Linked DNA regions of Mus musculus: regions 1 and 2 are each linked to region 3. The links are chromatin contacts, called in public promoter capture Hi-C maps. All regions are on one chromosome and are shown on one strand. Each heading gives the region's core, a stretch centred on a gene start, on an enhancer-like site or on the middle of the called end of the contact. The rest is flanking DNA. Distances are from core to core; before and after follow the strand shown.

Evidence for each region. Promoter capture Hi-C pulls out the DNA fragments that hold promoters and counts their contacts.
Region 1: a contact with region 3 is called in a promoter capture Hi-C map of liver, with 6 times the contacts expected there. The contact joins the promoter of F630206G17Rik here to the promoter of Ccnjl in region 3. A contact is called at or near these places in 3 of 39 promoter capture datasets (liver and pre-B cells).
Region 2: a promoter capture Hi-C map of liver shows a contact between it and region 3, with 4 times the contacts expected there. The contact joins the enhancer-like site here to the promoter of Ccnjl in region 3. A contact is called at or near these places in 5 of 39 promoter capture datasets (the 3T3-L1 cell line, hippocampal neurons, liver and 1 more) and 2 of 115 datasets of contacts at active chromatin or transcription factors (astrocytes and embryonic stem cells).

Annotation. Positions count from the first base shown.
Region 1 is chr11:45,806,487-45,810,090 of GRCm38.p6, forward strand. F630206G17Rik (RIKEN cDNA F630206G17 gene) reads left to right here and starts at 1,597. Exons shown (of 4, transcript NR_045876.1): 1 at 1,597-1,838.
Region 2 is chr11:45,895,375-45,899,294 of GRCm38.p6, forward strand. All of the region lies in intron 8 of Clint1 (clathrin interactor 1), which reads left to right. Among named protein-coding and RNA genes, the nearest start is that of Clint1, 45 kb to the left of the region's middle. Within about 2 kb of position 1,622, at least 8 of the 459 cell types and tissues checked have an H3K27ac peak or open chromatin away from gene starts, as enhancers often do. A contact at or near this core is called in liver, where this site is marked.
Region 3 is chr11:43,527,162-43,530,672 of GRCm38.p6, forward strand. It overlaps Ccnjl (cyclin J-like), which reads left to right and starts at 1,588. Exons shown (of 6, transcript NM_001045530.2): 1 at 1,588-1,806; 2 at 2,194-2,298. The coding sequence starts at 2,236.

The DNA of each region.
Region 1 (3,604 bases), core at 347-2,846, 2.3 Mb after region 3:
AGCCAATTATTAATCTTCACCAGCACTCACCGGCCACAACCAGCCCAAACTCTACCCTTCCTTCCAACCTCCTATCTGATTACAAAGCCTTTCAGCCTCCCACTCTGCCCATGGTCACTTGGTTCTGTTTGTTCCTGGACAGCCCCTGGGGATATGCCACCTGTTATCAGCAAGCATCTCTTTATGGAGGTACAATGTGCTTCTGACAATCACAGGATGGAGTTTTTTTCCTTATTACTGTGCCAGCCCCTGGCTACCATAGCCACTACCCAGAAATATCTGCTAACCAACTGGCAAGGTGAGGACCTTGTGTTAAGTTCTGGGCCTGACTTTTTGTGGAGATCTTGGAGGAGCAGAGTGTCTCCGATGCCTAGCTGGCTCGGTCCTTCATCATTTGTGGAAGGACAGTGCTTGCATAGACATCATCCTGAGTTGCCTTGCCTGGTTTTGGTTTGTGACTAAGTCTCACTTCATCTTCTTATACTTTAAGTAGTTCTACTTCCTCTTGTGCCCAAGGCCAATAATGCTCATTGGTAAGTACCATGAGGACTGACTGAGGGACATAGTTGAATTGGAAAGTACACGAGGACTTGAATAGCCAAGAGTGGGGCAAAATCACAAGCATGAAGTGGTTAATAATATGAGATCACTGGTGCATGCAAATTTTTATCTAGAAGAACCATTAAGAAACATGGGGGTGGGGGGGAATTTGCACACACTTCATCCCAGTAGACTGCCTGAGCCTGTAGAGTCCATCCAGCTGAATTTATACTTATAAAAATTGTTTGCTGTTTCCTTAGTTAAATTCTATTTTAACTAGACAGTCTCTATTTGTATTTGCTAAATTGGCAACCTCACCCCTAAGGGACATGTGACAATATCTGGGCAGATATTTCACTATTGAAAATACTAACTGGTATCTAGTAAATAAAGGCCAGGGACACACAGGGCAGAGTCAGCCCACAGTAATCTGGCCCCAAATATTAATAATGCCACCATCAAGGGAGCCTGATCTAAGTGAGAGATTAGTACTGATGTATCTAACCCAAGCATTCAGGAAAGTAGGGCAGGGAGTGGGGCAAGGACATAGTTCAGTGCTAAGGTACTTGGTTTACATGTGTGAGGTCCTGGGTTCTAACCTCAGCAGTGCAAACACACAATACCCCAATTAGATCATAAAATAAACTCATTATATTGAAGGTGGGTGTGGTGGTAACACATGCCTGTACTCTCAACACTTGTGTGGCTGGAAAGAAGAGCCTAGAGTCTGAAACATTAAAATGAACATCCAAAGAAGATGTTCAGAGTGAAGGAAGTCTTTCCCCACCCTGGGGATCGCAGGAGAAACAAAGCATGCTCCAGACCACTATGCTGGAAGACTGGAAACCCTTCCAAACCTGGACTTCTTCCCATGAAGAAAGCGTGCTGGAGAAAAGCATAGAAATGCCGTGTAATCGGCTCTGCACCTCGCCCTGCTGTGGCTTGTTCTCTCCACTCACAAGCCCACTTCTGTTCTGGGCAGTGGTTTCCCTTCCTTAATAAACTATATTTCTGTCTCTAACCACGTGTCCTCGGCCCAATCATTCTGGTGCCCTAGACCACAAGAGCCCGAAATAAGATGGCCTCTAAACTTGGATCTGCAGCCCTGCGCCAAGTGTGTTTCTTCTTTTATCTCTGTCGATGCTGGCCAAAAGCCTGGGTGAGCTTGCTTGCCCTCGAGCTCGGTGCAAGACTACTTCTCTGAAGCCCCCACCCCACCCCCCCATCTACCATGCAGTTTTATACAGCCCTCCCTCCATCGCTGATCACCCAGCTGTCTCGGACCCTAACTCAAAAAGGTATGACTTTCTCTGCTCCCCTCTCTCTCCTTCCTCTCAGTAGCTGCTTGACATTTACCCTTGACTACTCAGCCACTTTTCTCCGGATCTCTAACTGTCCTCTAACTCCCTTCTGAGTCTGTTTTTAAATCTTTGTATGAGTGAGACTGAGAACTTGAAAGGAACCCAAATTCCCTTCACATTGGGGGGGCGGGGGGGGTGGAGGAAGGAAGATCAGCAACTGCGGGTCATCCTTGACTACAGAGCAAGCTGAGGCCAGCCTGTGCTACATTAGATCTCGCTTCAAAAATAAATAAATAAATAAAAGGAGAGGGGGGAGGGTAAAAGCTGAAGTTGGGGAGAAAGAACAGCAGTGAGGGTGCAGAAAGGTTTGAAGAGAGCCTGGGCTATATAGCAAAACACTGTGTCCTAGAAAGACAATGTCACTCACTGCAAAGTATCCAGTATCCAGTTAGGTGTGTAAGGTAGCAATAGGACACTTGTCCCAACCCCTACTGACAAAAACGCAGTGCCATTAAAATACCACAGTAGGATAGCATCCCCTTAAACACCTATAAGTCTCTTAACCACTCCACTCCCATCTCCTTTGAAAAGGTGTTTGTGAAGTTTATTGTGAATCTCTAAGCTACTAAAAACTAGAACTTTTCGGGGGAGGGAGAATTTGGGGGAGGGCATTCTTTTGTACTTGTTATTTGTTTTTGCAGTGTGGGGGTGGAACACGGGGGGGGGGGGGGGGAGGGCTTGCCCATGCAGCACTAAACTGCCCCATTGCCCTCTTTGAAATGGGTATTTTATCGTGGAGAAACACACAAAATCCTCACTGCATTTGGTAGAGGGAACTCAAATATTACTGGATATTCCAGGCTCTCACTGAGCCCTACAAGGAATGAAAACAACTGCTAAACGAAACCAGTGCACTTCCAGCAAAGCCACCTTCCCCTTTCCAACTCTCTGAAGAGGTCCATTGCAAAGGGTGTGTTTCTGCGTGTGTGTGTGTGTGTGTGTGTGTGTGTGTCTCTGTCTGTCTGTCTGTCTGTGACTGTGTGTCTGTGTCTGTGTGTGTTTTCCAGAGAAGATCAAAAGTTTTCACAGCTGATTAGCATCCAGAAAGCAACAGCCTGCTTTAACCTTGAGATGCAAATAGTCAAAGATTGTCAAGGGATCTAAAGGGCTGGCAAATTTGATGGAAGATCAAATTCCCGACATTTCTAGGGCAATTAATTTCACATGCAAAGTCACCAGAATGGGCTGCCCACTCTCCACCTGCAGTAAAGCCCTGATAAGACTGGGGAGGTTTACAGACTTTGGACTAATTGGCCTGCACCCACCCAGACGAGTTCATTATCCTTATCCCCAGTTCTTAGAACAGAGAACGTGAACGGGGATTTTTTTTTTTTTTTTTTTTTGCTCTACCTCTAAAGGACCCTCCTCTTAAATATCTCTCCACTTCAGATCACTATACTTAGACTCCAGGTACCACGGGTAGGTATTGTGCTGCTAACTATTCACAGGACTGGAAAGAAAAGGTCTACACTGAAGTCAAGTCTTTTTGCAGGCTTCTCTTAACAGTCTACCTGAAACGGGAATCTTAGCCTCAGAAAGGCTTAATGGCTCAGCACTATTATTTGACCGTTACAGAAACCAGGGAGGAAGTGGCTGTCAGTTCCAGCCCAGGACTTTGGAGCATGAAGTAAATGGATTTTGAAAGCTCTGATTGCTAAGCTTCTTTCCTCGTGCCTATACTGACTTCTTCCGACGTGCAATGC
Region 2 (3,920 bases), core at 372-2,871, 2.4 Mb after region 3:
TATGCAGTCCTGTAATCATTGACGATGGCCACAAATTTAAGGTTAGTGTGAACAAAGAGGCCTTGTCTCAAAATAAAACTTAGAAAGGGAACTGGGGATATAGTTTCTTAGTAGAGCATTTGCCAAGCATTTGTGTGACTCTGGACTCTACAGTCCTGCAGAAATACTTCCTGGATTTACTAATGTGAAATTAATGAGCATTCTCTGCTATTTGGAGAGAATTATTTGACTGCCTAACAGGAAGAAGGTGAGAATTTGGTAACCCCTTACCCTAATTTCTTTGGTGCCTATGAGTGACTATGTGGGTTACCTTTGCTTTCTCGGCCTTACAGTCAGACACCCATTTCTCAAAGCTTTAGAAAGATCTCACCTAGTTTTAAACCTTCTGACCTTTAGGCCTTGAGAGGAAAAACTGTTGGTTGTAGTCCACAAGTCTCAGTGACTGGTAAATGTGACCTCAGATCACTGTGACATGTCTCAGTTCACAGGGCTTCCTCTCCTCTCCATACTGCTTCCTCCTTCAGAGTCTAATATGTTGATGACATTTTTCACAAAGAGTTTGGAGGCTTTGTTGTTTGCATGTTTAAGCTGTTAAGATGTGAAAATTTACATTAACATTCACCTTTTAAATTTTCCTTTATAAAAATATGTGTTACTCTGTATGCTTTTGTTACATGCCCTAAACTTCATTATGGTTGTCAAAGCAGATATATGCTCATTACTACTTTTTCATCTGTCAGCGAGTGTGTGCTGACCCAGACACTGGAATTCTTGGGCTCTTGGAAAAGTCAAATAAAGGAAGTAATCGTCAGTCAAAGGGCAATAATTGACTGTAATTACCTAGTTATAAGCATGCTGGGTGCTTTGCAGGGAAGGGGGCACTATATGAATATATATAACTGACTTCCTATTAAGCTTATTGGAAGAGGGCTGTGGCCAGGGTGGAGTGCACATGCCTGTGCCTACAGCTCTTGGCAAGCAGAGTTGAGAGGGTCTCCAGGCAACCTGGGCAAAATACCCAGATCTGTCAGAGAGAAGGGGGAGAACATCACATTGAACAGTGGATGACGCCTGTCTCAGTGGTGAGACTAAGGATTTCTTCTTGTGATCTCCAGTGTGTGCTAACTTTGAGTAATTCCTAACAACTTGGATACCATAGGATTGCACTTGATGATTACAGTCTTAATAAACTACTGTATTCCAATAAAAAATAGCTCAAGGTAAGAGCTTTTTAAGGATAGTTTTTCTAAGGCTCTTTAAAGTTGATTACATTCAAATATAGATGAGCAGGATGCAGGTTGAACTAATGTCCAAAGGGCAGCTGTTTTCAAGTTGTGTAAATAATTCCCAAAAGCAAAGCTTTTGGACTTGCTTTTTGCTTTAAGCACAAGTCCGTGATATAAATTGCTTTTCATAAATAGATTAGTGATTGTAAAACCACCAGTTCTTTTCTTTCTCTCATGCTGTCATGAACTACTGGCCTAGGAATAAACTTGCAAGGCATCTGGTTTGACCTGGTTCTGAGACCCTTCTGTCACTGTTCTACAATGACTGTGACCTAGAGAGGCTGCCACACTCACAGCAGCAGAACGCTGCCCTGGGTGTCTGAACAGCCGCTGGGTGCTGTCTCTGTATATTTAAGATTGGAGCTACAGTGCGAACTGGTAGTTAGCATACAGCCATCTAATGTGTCACAGAATAGCAGTTATTTTGGACTTCCTGGCACGAACTATGAAAAGGCCCTGTTTAAGTCAAAGAATTAAGTAACTGGGAAGATCATCTGTATGCCATGACTTTCCTCCTCTGTGACCCAAGATTTCTTTGAACAAAAAATTGCTTTGAGCAGAAAGAACCCTTTGAGTGTTTTTTCTTCTCTGGTGTAAATGGTAGACTGACTTATATACATATAACAATTAATATAGTAACTGAGGCAGAATTTAAATGAAATCTGCAAGGTTTTTTGCCCTTAAAATTTAGCTTAATATTATCTCAAAAGCAACTGAACATGGTTTGACATCAGAATTACTTTTTAATAACTTCATTTGAAATATATATTTAGCCGTGGATCTTAAATGAAGTTCTGCTACAGAAGGAAGTTAAATTTAAAAACTAGCACTTGCACATGAGACTGTGTAAGGACCTGCCAGATGTCCTGTATGTATAATAAGACTCCCATGCAAGTGATAGGGCCACAGACCACCAGTGAGGTAAGCAAGCATCTGCTCATGGCCCCCTCAGCAGATGAGCATCTCCATAGCCGTGTGTGTGTGTGTGTGTGTGTGTGTGTGTGTGTGTTTACATCATCATTGCTAGCATTTTACAGAATATCTGCTAAAATGTGCTAAAATACTTGATTAAAATCTGTAGACTATCTGACCAAATTTATAACTGCATATGTGAAACCTAGGCTGTGTGTCATCTTGTTCTTGAGTTTGTTTTGATACATGCTCCATCATAATCTTCCATTACAGTTAGTCTTCTAGAGATGATGTTTCAGTGCCTGCTACAGAAAGTTTTCCTAAGTCAGTGCTAGAAAATAGGTATTAAAATTAGAAACTAAGCCAACTAAAAATAGAATGCTAAAAACATTCCATTTCTCTTTTAGTGTGAGTCAACCTTGTAGGCTTTGTCCCTTTGTGAATAAGGAATTTAGGTCTTAACTTACTGCTCCACAAGCTGTATGTCTCTTGAGTGAGAGTGGAGAGAAACGTGTCACCAGTACAACTAGAAAAACTGTGTTAATAGGGCTTAGTACAAAACAGGGGTTCTTTGTGTAGCCCTGGCTGTCCTGGATCTCACTCTGTAGACCAGGCTGGCCTCGAACTCAGATCTGCTTGCCTCTGCCTCCCGAGTGCTTGGATTAAAGGCGTGCACTGCCATCACGTTTCCCAGGCTTAAAAACATTTTTTAAGGACTGAAAATGTATCAAGTCCAAATTATTCCTTATCATTTGAACCTACCTGCATTTTACATGGATTGGAAGCACAGTGGGGCGGCCTCAGTCAATCCTCTTGCATTTGGGTGCAAGCTGTCTTTAAGCTCTGTTTACTAGAAGTTGGTAGTGGTTTTTTTCACTGATGATGACGATGAATTTTTAAATGTGGAAAACATTTTGCCCCAAATTAAATACACAAAGGTTAACTATAAAAATGTTTAGTGAATATTATTTGTAAATTTTTTAAGATGAGACTTTGCCACGTAGCCCAGACTGGCCGCACCTCTGCTCCTGCTACATTGGCTTCCCAGCTAGCTGCTCAGGTGAGCTCTGCACACTGCCTCCTAGATGGAGTGTGTGCGGATTCAGTGAGACAGACTTCAGCATTTGTTGTGTGGCAAAGCTTTGTGGCTTCTGGCTGAGGACAGCTTTCCTTCTGATCTCCCTTCTGCTTGTCTCCAGAAGCACTCGCTGTGAGCTACACATCGTCTATAAAGTCATTAACCAAGAGACCCTCATTTCTTCTGCACTTCAGTGTTTTAGCTTGAGGTTTTTCCTAAATTCTTTTGTGTTCCAAACCGAGGTAGTCCTGCCTCTCAGAGTCTTTGATGAGGAGAGAATCACATCACGTTTTTGAGTGCTGTGTCTGAACATGTATTCTATAGGCCAGTTGTGACTTTGCCTGTTGATGGTCTGGGCTCTTTTTTTTTTTTTCTCTAGTGGAGATATTTGTTCTTACTGATTATTTAGAAATTAGTCACTTACTTTATATATATTAGGACTCTTCAGTTTTTAATGCATTGGAATAAACTCTGTACACGGTTTTTTTCATTTGTATTTCAAGCACTGTCTGACCATATTTTTCTTGTTCCCAGTATTGCTCTGGGAAATTCATAGTCCCAGCTGGTAAGGGGATAAACAACCTCCTTGCTGGCCTGGAGAGGCAGGTGGGTTTGGTTTGTTTGTAATGACAGCGCTCGTGTGG
Region 3 (3,511 bases), core at 338-2,837:
TAAAAACATCTTTGATAAAGATCTGCTCCAGCTTTTAAAATTGTAGTTTGTATCTGTTTGTTATCTGTTTGTATCTATGTATCTGTTTGTGTATCTGTGTATCTACTTGTGTATCTGTTTGTATCTGTTTGTTAGTGAATAGGGCATGAGATTTTTTTTTCTTTGATGGCCTGCCTGTCCATGCTTTGCATCTGATTCTTCATGAAGGTCTTAGGTCACATTGATCTAAAGATATGCATACATGATTGCATATATATCACATTTGTTTAATCTCAGGTATTTTTTAAATTTTTATGAGGGCTCATAAATGCTAAAACTTCTTTTCAGTACAAGTTCATCAAAGCTAAAAAAAAAAACATAGAAAAACAAAACAAAACAAAACAAAAAACCCTCAGCCTAGACAGGGTTCAAACTTCTGTGTAACTCAGGCTGCCCTTGAACTCCTAACCCTTAAGCTACAGACAGCCTTCTGAGTGCTAATGTCGCAGGTATGCAGTACTATAGTAGCCTTTCAAAACTAAATTGTATTTTTAACCCGTAAAATTTTACTTGCGGCTTGATGATGGTGGCACACACCTTTAGTCCCAGCTCACAGGACTCTGTAGTCCTACAAGACCTCCCTCAGATCGCCAAGTTCAAGGCCAGCCTGGTCTACAGAGCAAGTCCCAGGACAGCTGGGGCTACACAGAAAAACCATGTCTCAAACCACAACAAATATCTATCTTGTAGAAAACTAGGCAGAAACTAAAGTCTTTTTCGTGTAATTATTTATTGACTGGTGACTTTCTAACGGGCCTAGTGGTAATCCTCTTTCGTGTCCTTTCTCATTTAATCATAATGTATCCCCAGCAGATTATTGTAGTTTGTATCCCTCTATTACCTAAAGCCAAGCTCTAAGTGGTTAAGACACTGGGTGAACAAAAACACCCAGGTAGTTGGTGGACTTGATTTTAAGTTAGTGGGATCACCAAAGGGCTCACAAAAATCAGCACAGCAGGATGTTATGCCATTATACTGCAGGCTCCAGAAAATGCCTTTCTGAAAACAAGTAAATTAAAAGGGCTTTCTATCCCGCAACCTGCCACAAGGACTGTTTCCCTGCAATGCTCAGCATGGATGCACGCTTAAGAGTACAATAAGATACTCACTGAGCCCTCTTTATAAAGAGGAACTCGTGCGTATCCAAGGGTGTCTTCTCTGGGGCTCCTGTGGGAATTGTTTGAAAATCTACCTCCCCATCGCAGGGCAGGCTGAAAAAGAAAGAAAGACAGGTGGAAGCGTCTGCAGGTTGGCAGGAGCAGCGCATGCGGAAGTCAGAACTTTCTGGGGGCGTCCTGGCCGCTGGATCCACGCGCGGCACACGCAGGTGGCGCCGCGTCCCCCGCGCTCCAGGATCAAGGGGGCAGGGTCACTGGGGATCGCCCCCAGAGTCCCAGGGAAGGTGAAGCCTAGCTTTCTGCCCGGGCGAGGGAGGAGGGTGGGCAGGAAGCGCAGCTCAGCGCCGGGGAAAGAAAGACTGCCATTCCCAGCCCCCCGCCCCGCGGGGCGCGGGGTGCTGGCGGCGCATGCGCGAGGCCCGGCCCCCAATTCCCCGAGCGAGGGAGGGAGGCCCCCGGCGGCCCGAACTGCGAGCCGCGGCGGGACCGAGCGCACGCAGGGGCGCGCCGGTGGCCGGGCGGGACGGGCTGCAGAGGCAGCGGTCGCGAGCACGCGAGGCCAGGGACCGGGCGGCCATCGGAGGGCACTACGTACCCGGTGCGGGAAGGGACCCACCACCCGCGGCCCCCCACGCCGGGACAGCGATGCGTGAGTCTGGCCCCGGCTCGAGGGCAGGATGTGCGAGCAGGACAAAGGCTAGGCGGCGGGGGAGGAGTTGGGGACTCTGAGCCAGTGACCCAGCCAGCCCTGGGAGAGCTACTACAGCCCGCAACTTTGCAACTTTTGCAGAGGGGCACATTGGATATTCTGCAAGTTGTTGCACACAGTTCCAGATAGCCCCAGGTTGGGCGGGCGGAGGGAGGGGAGCGGGGACACTGCTGGCTCTTCAGGACAGCGGGCGACAGCCAGCTCCACGGTGCAGGGCAGGAGGGGGCGCCCGTCCCGGACTGGGACAGGGACCGAGGAGGATCAGGGTCACTGAGGGCAGGGTGAAGGAAGAGTCTCCGATCGCTGAAGCTCCTGGTGTCCTCGCAGGGTGCGCCCCGAGATCCCGGTAGCTTCATAACTGCGGCGGTGATGGATGAGCCGTGGTGGGAAGGGCGCGTCGCCTCGGACGTACACTGCACTCTGCGCGAGAAGGTCAGTTCCTCCCCGCCCTTGTCACTCGCAAGGACTGGGTATTTAAAGTCACTTTCGGTCTCCTGTGGGTGTCTTCAGGATGCCCCGCATGGGAACTCAGCACTCTTGGTGCCCTTTTATTTGTGCGCCTGCTCTTTTACCTTCATGGGGAGTGTGGTCTTCTTCCAGGCAAAGGACCTGGAGATCCAAGAACTTGAAGTCGGTTTTTCACCAGCCACCTAAATGAAGAATAGTTCGTATCCCATTGGATTTCCTCCCGAGGTTACTTTACATGGTACAAGAATGGATTAAAAAAAAAATACTGTGTATCCATTACAGTGTGTAATTCAAAGACACATAATACCACCTACTATACATAATGCTGATTTTCCCTATCATTGTAATGATGTTGTAGCAATTTCTTTTAAAATATAATTACTAGACTAGTGCATAGCTCAGTGGTAAAGCAGATGCCTAAATAAATCTATGCAAACGTAGTAAAGTTACAGTTCGGTGTAAAGAAATATTAGGTAGATGGTGGGAATTCATTGTTAAGGCAGGAACTGAATGAAATTTAAAAGTCTGGCCTGGGGGCAGTCCTAGCACTGTGGAGACAGCAGAAGGATCTCCACAAGTTCAAGGTCAACTGAAGCGTCAGGAGGAGCTCCAGGAAGCACAGGGCTACACAGTGGGACACTTTGTCTCAAAACGAGAGAAAGAAAAGACACACTAGCCTTAACCGAAAGAGGTTGCAGACTAGAAAGCTAAGGGAGAAAACACAAACTCCCCTGCCAGTTGGCCTCCTGTGGTAGAAGGTGGGCTGGCTGAAACTTGATCCCCCTCTCAGTTCACCTCCTGTTGCTGAGGCTGCTGTTGGCCACTGGGAAACTGGGAAAACCCAGAGGACTGAATGAAGGCTTTGCCTCTTTCTTCCTGTACCTGGGCTGGGAAGGATTGTTTGGAGACTTGGTGTGAATGGAAGCAGAGCTACTGTAACAAAGTACTAGAGGCTGGTGGGCATCCGATTTCAGGATGTTGGAAGGATACAGAAGATCCGTTTGCTTTTGAGACAGGGTCTTGTTATGGAGCCCAGGCTAGCTGTATAGGTACTGTATAGTCCAAGCAGTCCTTAAATTCATGGTTCAATTGCCTCAGCTCTCTGAATGCTCTTAACTTACTGCCTCTGTGTCATCTCCTGTCTGAGAGTCTGTGTCTGTTTCCTCGTAGGAGCCCA